Linked DNA regions of Mus musculus: regions 2 and 3 are each linked to region 1. The links are chromatin contacts, called in public HiChIP or PLAC-seq maps. All regions are on one chromosome and are shown on one strand. Each heading gives the region's core, a stretch centred on a gene start, on an enhancer-like site or on the middle of the called end of the contact. The rest is flanking DNA. Distances are from core to core; before and after follow the strand shown. Region 1 overlaps Dop1b (DOP1 leucine zipper like protein B). Region 2 has its middle 17 kb from the start of Gm31012. Region 3 holds the start of Setd4 (SET domain containing 4).

Region 1 (2,522 bases), core at 9-2,508:
GTGTGTGTATATATATATATGAATGAAACTGCCGAAGGATGAAAAGTTAATACAAGTGTTAAATGAGCCTAAATCCTAAGGTCTCATAAAATATTTGCAGGGAATGACAATTGGATTTAATAAAAAGCACGAGGAGGTGTAAGTCAAGCCAAGGGCTCAGGGAAAGTACACAGAATGGTTTTGTGGCTGAAGGTATTGATTGGGCTTCTATTAAAAGCTGACCAGACAAACAGAGCTTGGCTCTGCTCAGCAAGAGCCGCAGTGTCGGGCAGAAGCAATGCTCGACAGCTGCATGATATGATTATCTGGTCAGAGCAGTCGTCGTGTGCCTGGGACACAGACCTGTCGGGCAGCCTCTGCCCTGGGAGGTGAGGCTCCTCAGTGTGTTAGAGACTCCTTACCACAGGGCTATCTGAGGAACTCCCTGCCCCGACCTAGATAAAACCCACTGAGCCTGAGAACATACACGTACACACATATGTGTATGTATACACACACACACACACACACACACACACACACACACACACACTCTCCTTACTGACACTGAGCCCTTCCATTTGCAACAGACCATCCCCAAAGTGCAAAAGGGCAGGGTCCACCATCAAAAACCAAGGACAGTGGCTGGGCAGAAGAGACGTAGGTGAGGTTTGGGGTTCCTGGGCTCGGGGTCTGAGATGGAGCACAAAGAAGAGAGGAAGGTGGAAAGAGGAGGAAGCTGCCATGGGGTAGGTGAATCATGAAAACAGCCACGAGAACCAGCCAACTGGAGTTAAGAGCTGCCCAGATGGAACAAGGTAAATTATAACTTGGAGTTATTGATGAGGAAATAGATAGGGTAGATGTCTGCTCAGCTCTAGTGCTGATTAAGGCTTATTATAATAATAAAAGTTGTGTGAGGTTAACTATTTCCTACAACAGCAGCAGGAGTTACTACCATCAGCCTCTCACCCACAGAACACTAAGAGAGAGTTAACGGCCAGAGGTCAGTAGCCATGTGTGCCCTACCTGTCTTGACTGGGCCGCCATCAGGTATTCAAGTTAGCATTTCTAACTAAGTGCAGGAGCAGCCCTGCACTCCCCTGCTGGCTAATGGCAGCTAGTGCCTGCTAGTGACAGGACCACAGGATCCCTGGGACTGAAGACCAGTGGGGAAACATAGGAAGCAGTCTCAAAACCAGATGAATCAGCGTTCTCAACCTAACACTGCTGAGTCGGGGCTGGCTTTGTCCCAGGAGCAGATAGTGAACCTAGATGCCTGCAGCACTGTAGGCCCCTGCCATACGCAGCAGTAGCCCTTTCCACCCTCCCCAACCAGACAGAGTCCCAGGGCCTGCTGAGCTTTCCCTCCTGGTGAAGAGCCATTGACTGTGCTGTTCCTGTTGTTGGGACAGGGTCTCACTATGTAGTGGGGGCTATTTTCAAACTCAGGGTGATCCTCCTGCCTCTACCTCCTGAATCTGGGATTACCTGTGTACACTCCAGAGCACTGATCTAAACAGTCATCTCTAGTATGTCACGTCCCCTTCCTTTTCCCCTTTCCCACTCCCAGTGGATTTCTAAGGCAGGATTCACTGTGTACAACCAACATTGGCCTGGAGTTGCTCTGTAATCCTGGCTGGTTCTGCCTCAGCCCCGCTAGTGTTAGGATCACACGAGTGTGTCACCACACCTGGTCTCAAGTTCTGCTCTCTTACAGCCATCAAGGCACTCACCTCCCCTGCTCTGAGAAAGGAGTGTTTTCTTCTTCTAATCTTGATTTCTTGGCAAAGTGAAGTAGAGACAGCCAGGATGATGATACCATCGGGCACTGACCGAGAGGCCCGTTTGTTTGCGCTCACTGAGAAGCACAGATGGATTAGTCCCCACCTACATGGAAGCAGTGGGTTACCTCACCTCGCAGCTGGGCCTAGCCCAGCCCTTCGCAACATCTCCCAGCACGGATGCTGTGACCCTGGCATCCTCCTCTTCCTATCTGTGCGTGACAATTATTGGCTGGGGGATGCTGCTCTAATCCTAAGGGCTCAGGGATCTGGTTCTCAGAACAACAGAAACAGTACAAACCATCTGGTACAGCCAGCTCCCTCACTGTGCCTTTAACACACACTCAGGATTACAGGAACCTTGACCAGCATCTACCTTAGGAAGCTTGATTCCCGTGTGTGGGGACACTGGCTTAGCTTCCAGTGGCAGCTGAATCTATTCAGTGATTCATGCAGCTACCCAGCTCTTGGTTCAATGTCAAAAAAAAATCACAATGTTAGGGGAAAAATCATTAATATTAAACAATATTAACAACTGTTCAAACAAACTCTCACTTATCAACTAAAAGAGCAAACAAGAGCACTCCAACTTTTAACATGCTTCTAGTGTGAGTAACAGAGATTTAAAGGATGGCAAGAGACCTTTGGGGAACTAATCAATGTGTTAATCTGTCAGAGAATGTACACACAGACACAGACACAGACACAGACACAGACACAGACACACACACACACACACACACACACACACACACACAC
Region 2 (2,522 bases), core at 7-2,506, 170 kb before region 1:
ATATTGACCTTAAAATTGGGAACCTGAGTCATAACTGCTGGTCAGGTTCCACCGGCTGCTGATGGCATGTCCCACAGACTGATGGCATGTTCCACAGACTGATGGCATGTCCCACAGACTGATGGCATGTCCCACAGACTGATGGCATATCCCACAGATTGATGGCATGTCCCACAGACTGATGGCATGTCCCACAGACTGATGGCATGTCCCACAGACTGATGGCATGTCCCACAGACTGATGGCATGTCCCACAGACTGATGGCATGTCCCACAGACTGATGGCATGTCCCACAGACTGATGGCATGTCCCACAGACTGATGGCATGTCCCACAGACTGAGGGAGGGAAAGAAGTAACAGCCTAAGTTGGAGTCCCAGGATCCACAATGGTGGAAGGAGAGGACTCCTAAGTTATCCTCTGTTTCAGGAGTCACATGTCACCTGACGTCTCTGTACACCGTGTGCTGGTGTGTGCCTGTGTGTGTTTGTGAGGTCTGTTTCTAGCTGTACCACAGGGGAACAGGGGCTCAGGACATAGCTTGGCTGGTACAGTACATGATGTTCTGGGACCAAGCCTCAGCACCCCATCAACTGGGCATAATGGTCTACACCCACCACTCTGGAGGAGGAGGAGGCACAAGGGTCAGAAGGTCAAGGTTCAGAAGGTCAAAGTCATCCTCGGGCTATGAAAGGAGTTTGAGGAAAGCCTGGGATACCAGAGACCATGCCTCTGAAAATACCTAACTAAGAGTCTCCGAGTCCCCGGACTTTTTCTAATTATGAGAAAGGAAAGCAGAAGGGAGAGGAAGACGGAGACAGAGACAAAGGAAAAGATTGCAAGAATTTTTAAAAAGTCTATATGACTGGGCAGTTGTCCAAAGTAAAATATAGAACTTCATCTAGTAAATTATTTTAAAATACTACCAACAGGGTTTGCAGGTGATGGAAGGGGAAGACATTAGTAAACAGCCCGTTTCCTGCCCAAGAAAGGCCAGTGAAGGTTACCCCATAAATCACCGGCCCCGGGCTAATCACCTGCCTCTTCCTCAAACCTCCTCTTGCTCAGCCAGCCTCACACAGGCAGGTAGAAGCCCAGCACAGGACTGCCTTAACCCTATGTAAATGTTACCACCTTCCAGCGGCTGGCAAATGATTGACTGACTGGAGCTGTCCGTGTGCCAGGACAGCCTACCCGCTCCTGCCTGGGGCATCAGCTGCCTCCAGCTCTGGGGAGGTCTGGGGATTTTTAGTCATCTCAGGCATTTTTCCAGCATGAAACATTTGCATAGACTTCTCATCTAGCCTAGTTAAATAGAGAGGGTTTTGGTCCAGTGGCTCCAAATAGGAGTCTGAGGAAGTGGGCACTTGCCATGGGTGGGAGACCCATGACCTTGTCAGTCATGAGTTAGATGCAGAGGGGGCCTGGGAAATGAAGAGGGAGTGGGGATGGAGAAGCCTTGGGATGTCCTTGGAGGTCCTTGGTCTAGAGCCCACCTCCTGAAAGGTATTTACATATCACACAAATTTGGTTTTTTGCCTTGTTTGTTGTTTTGTTTGTTTCTGAAGCAAGGTCTTGCCCAGGTTTGTAGCCCAGGCTACCCTCAATCTAAATCCTCTTGCCTCTATGTTCCCAGGGACTAATTGGCCTCTGCCCCTCATCCCACCCAATGATATCACACACTTTTTATTTTTTACAAAACCAAAGGTGCCTAAACCAGATTGAGGCAGCAGTGAATCAGACTTTAGAGACAGCCGGGCAGGGGTGGCGCACGCCTTTGATCCCAGCACTTGGGAGGCAGAGGCAGGCAGATTTCCAGGACAGCCAGGGCTATACAGAGAAACCCTGCATATATATATATACAAACCCTGTATATATATATACAAAACAAAACTTTAGAGACGGACATTATCAAGCGTGGACAAGGAGGAGGGCTGGTGGGGGTGAATTAGCGTGATGGCTTGGGTCTGCGCTGAAGAGATTCTGTGCGCTACACACTCCTCGATGGACCTTGGAGGCTGGGGTAAGGATGCTTTCATCCCAGGAGCCTGTTAGCATTCTGTCTAAGCTCCGCCCCACAGTTACCTGGCAACAGCCAGGGAGGCCTGGCCCACTCTAAAAGGGGCCGCTTGCCCCCTCCTCCCTCTCTTGCCTCTTGCCCTCTTGCTCCCCCTCTCTCCCCATTCCCTTCCCTCCTTTCTCCACGTGGTCATGGCCGGTCTCGACTTCTCTACTCTCCCTCTCTCTGTTTTTCCCTGCCTCTACTACCCTCTTTAACTCCCCTCCCCGTGCCCTGAATAAACTATTCTATGCTATACCGCCGTGTGGCTGGTCCCTCAGGGGGAAGGAATGCCTTGGCATGGGCCCGCCTAGGCACCCCCCTTCCCGCAAACTTTACCACACCCTGATATAACATATCTTTCATTTCTTTATCACCTGTATGGCAGCCACTTAGGGTCAGGATGGGTGTGTTCAGCTCCGTGCACAGCTCCCCCAGTGCTGGTTCATTTTCTCAGTCAGTC
Region 3 (2,522 bases), core at 16-2,515, 140 kb after region 1:
CCTATCCTTTGCATATAAAGGATCTGGAACAAACACCGCACCCCCCCCCCGCGACCCCCCCTCCCAATCAAGACCCTGAAATTGAATTCAAACGTAGCGATTCAGAGATTGCAGAAATAAAAAGTAGCTGATATTGTTAGCATCAGGACCTCCCAAACCTATGACATCACATAGGCGACAGCGCGACCTGCAGCATATTCCCAGCATCCACTTGGCTCACCTCCCACCTTTACCTTCATTACGTCATTTTCCATATAAATAAGGAGAACGCCCCCTCTGTCACTCCCTCTTTTCTCTTTCCGCCGCCACCTCGTCCCTCTCTCTCAATAAAACCTCTTCCACGTGGAACTGTTTTGGCCTAGTATGCTGTTAAGACGCGACCTGACATTCTAACACATCAGATATCTATCCCAGTGGCAGTGGTTGCAAAAACGTACAACAGGCGCTGTAGTGTCAGAACCCAGCTTTCTCATTCTGTCCCTTTCTCCCTTCCACATCCTTAGCTACAAAAACTCCAGCTTAAAGCATGAAATGTGCCTTTTCCTGACCTCTGGTCTTTATGTGACAAAGTCCCGTGCTTGGATCGCGACATGCAGAGCTAGAACTAGAAAACCCACTTCTTTGAGTAAAGCTTGCTCCTCGCTGTTTGAGGACGTCTAAATTCTCTCTCTCTCTCTCTTTTTATTTCTTCCCATAATCCTAATTCGTACTTTTACTCTGACCCTAACAGTTCCAGTAACAGTCTTGGGACAAGACAGAAATGCCTTCATAGTGGATAAGAGGAAAGGCGGGGGACAGGCTGTCTGGGAGAATGGACCGCCTGGGTCCTGGCAGCTGGAGGGCAGGGCAAGGTGGGGATCAGGTAAGCCAGTCTGGTGGAGGGGGCAGGAAGTCGGAGGAAGAAAGGACACGGTGAGGAAAGACTTCCCGTTGGCTATTTGGAGCATGGGTCAGCAGCTATGCTCATCGCGTTATGGCGTAGCTGTGGAGGCCTGGGAGTTGCGCATGCGCGTGCCAGAGGCGTAGGCTCGCCGCACCGCAGCCGCTTTCTCCGTAGCTGGTGGAGCGGTCTGCGTCCGTACCCCGGCTTCGCCGCGGTTTCTAAGGTAAGCAGGAGCACTTCCGGTGGGCCTGGCGTTGCCTGGGCAACGGGAGCGGGGTTCCGTTGGCTTTTTTGAGTTCTGTGTAGCTCCAGACCCCAATTTCCTCTGCGCGTGTGGAACCTCTCCCGGAACGGAAGTCAGGACCAGAGCGACTACTGCGCAGGCGTGGTGTGCGGCCAGCGGGCCTGGGTTGGTTCGCTGGTGCGGGTGGCATGGATTGATTGATGTCCGGTCCGTCCAGGACTGCGAGCCAGGACGGCGCTGTGGCGTGTGGCCATCACTGAGGCCCCGGTGGCAAGCAGGGGGCAGGGCTGCGGTGGAACTGCGCGTCCTTGTGCACCACACGTGGGCTCCAGGACGGACCTGGTGCCTGGCTCCAGACTGACTCGTAAAGCAAGTCTTGCTGCCGAGGTAGATTAAACTACCTGGGCGGCTTGGTGGGCGGTCCTTTCCTGCCCTCCTTTATTTTTAGAGTAGATTTTAAAATCATTTCCACTGGTTTGGCACATGTTAGATGGATGTCACTTTAGTACGGTACAGGGTAGGATGGAAGTAGTAAAGGCTGTTAAGAATGCTGGACGTGGTGGCGCACGCCTTTAATCCCAGCACTTGGGAGGCAGAGGCAGGCAGATTTCTGAGTTCAAGGCCAGCCTGGTCTACAGAGTGAGTTCCAGGACAGCCAGGGCTACACAGAGAAACCCTGTCTCGAAAAACCAAAAAAAAAAAAAAAAAAAAAAAAGAATGCTTTCATATAATGTTCTCTAGGGCGTTTTGTTACAGAGTCCTGGCATTCTTTTTACCCAGAGGCAGGACCCAAAGGGGTTTATCTTATGTATAAAGGTAAGTTGCCTACAGGTATGTCTACGCACCACACGCTTGCAGTGTATAGAGAGGCTAGAAGAGGACATTGGATCCCCAGGCAGTGGAGTTACACATACGGGTGCTAGGAACTGAACCCTGATCTGCAGGAGCCCCTTGCGCTCTTAACCCCGGAGCTATCTCTCCAGCTGCCCACTCCCCGCCCCTATCTTTTAAACTAGAATTTTCTTCAACTTTAGTGTTACTCAGTATTTCTTGTATGGTTTTAAATGTTAGCATGTATCTTCCAAGGACGCTTGCCTGTGTTTCTGTTGTTAGTTTCTACAGTTGGTCTACACTCTTGTCTGTTCCTGGATCTTTCCTTTTTGGCCTCTGAGAGGCTAATGTGGAATGGAGTCATTTTATGTCTTCCGGTCTCTCTGCCTTGTGCTCTCTTTAGTCTACTGCGAATGCCCATTTTAATCATTCTGACCTTTAGAGCTAAAAATCCACTTTACACCGAGTGGGGCTTATTTATTTTTTCTAAGACTTTTGAACTGATGGGTGCTTCATAATGACCGGGTATTTTTTGTATTAGTTATTATTTTATGTGCATAGATG

The links. HiChIP or PLAC-seq counts read pairs in DNA pulled down with a chosen protein or histone mark.
Region 2: a contact with region 1 is called in an HNF4G HiChIP or PLAC-seq map of pancreatic cancer cells. The contact joins two enhancer-like sites. A contact is called at or near these places in 1 of 15 datasets of contacts at CTCF or cohesin (large pre-B cells), 3 of 115 datasets of contacts at active chromatin or transcription factors (double positive thymocytes, microglia and pancreatic cancer cells) and 1 of 9 other capture datasets (liver).
Region 3: an HNF4G HiChIP or PLAC-seq map of pancreatic cancer cells shows a contact between it and region 1. The contact joins the promoter of Setd4 here to the enhancer-like site in region 1. A contact is called at or near these places in 4 of 484 Hi-C or Micro-C datasets (the G1E-ER4 cell line, embryonic stem cells and liver), 5 of 115 datasets of contacts at active chromatin or transcription factors (embryonic stem cells, forebrain, hepatocytes and 1 more) and 3 of 9 other capture datasets (adipose tissue, embryonic stem cells and pancreatic islet).

What each region holds. Positions count from the first base shown.
Region 1 is chr16:93,742,832-93,745,353 of GRCm38.p6, reverse strand. All of the region lies in intron 4 of Dop1b (DOP1 leucine zipper like protein B), which reads right to left. Among named protein-coding and RNA genes, the nearest start is that of Dop1b, 32 kb to the right of the region's middle. Within about 2 kb of position 1,258, at least 45 of the 459 cell types and tissues checked have an H3K27ac peak or open chromatin away from gene starts, as enhancers often do. A contact at or near this core is called in the G1E-ER4 cell line, hepatocytes, liver and 2 more, where this site is marked.
Region 2 is chr16:93,911,030-93,913,551 of GRCm38.p6, reverse strand. No RefSeq gene overlaps it. Among named protein-coding and RNA genes, the nearest start is that of Gm31012, 17 kb to the left of the region's middle. Within about 2 kb of position 1,256, at least 36 of the 459 cell types and tissues checked have an H3K27ac peak or open chromatin away from gene starts, as enhancers often do. A contact at or near this core is called in pancreatic cancer cells, where this site is marked.
Region 3 is chr16:93,602,558-93,605,079 of GRCm38.p6, reverse strand. Setd4 (SET domain containing 4) reads left to right here and starts at 1,265. Exons shown (of 12, transcript NM_145482.3): 1 at 1,265-1,514; 2 at 1,869-1,943.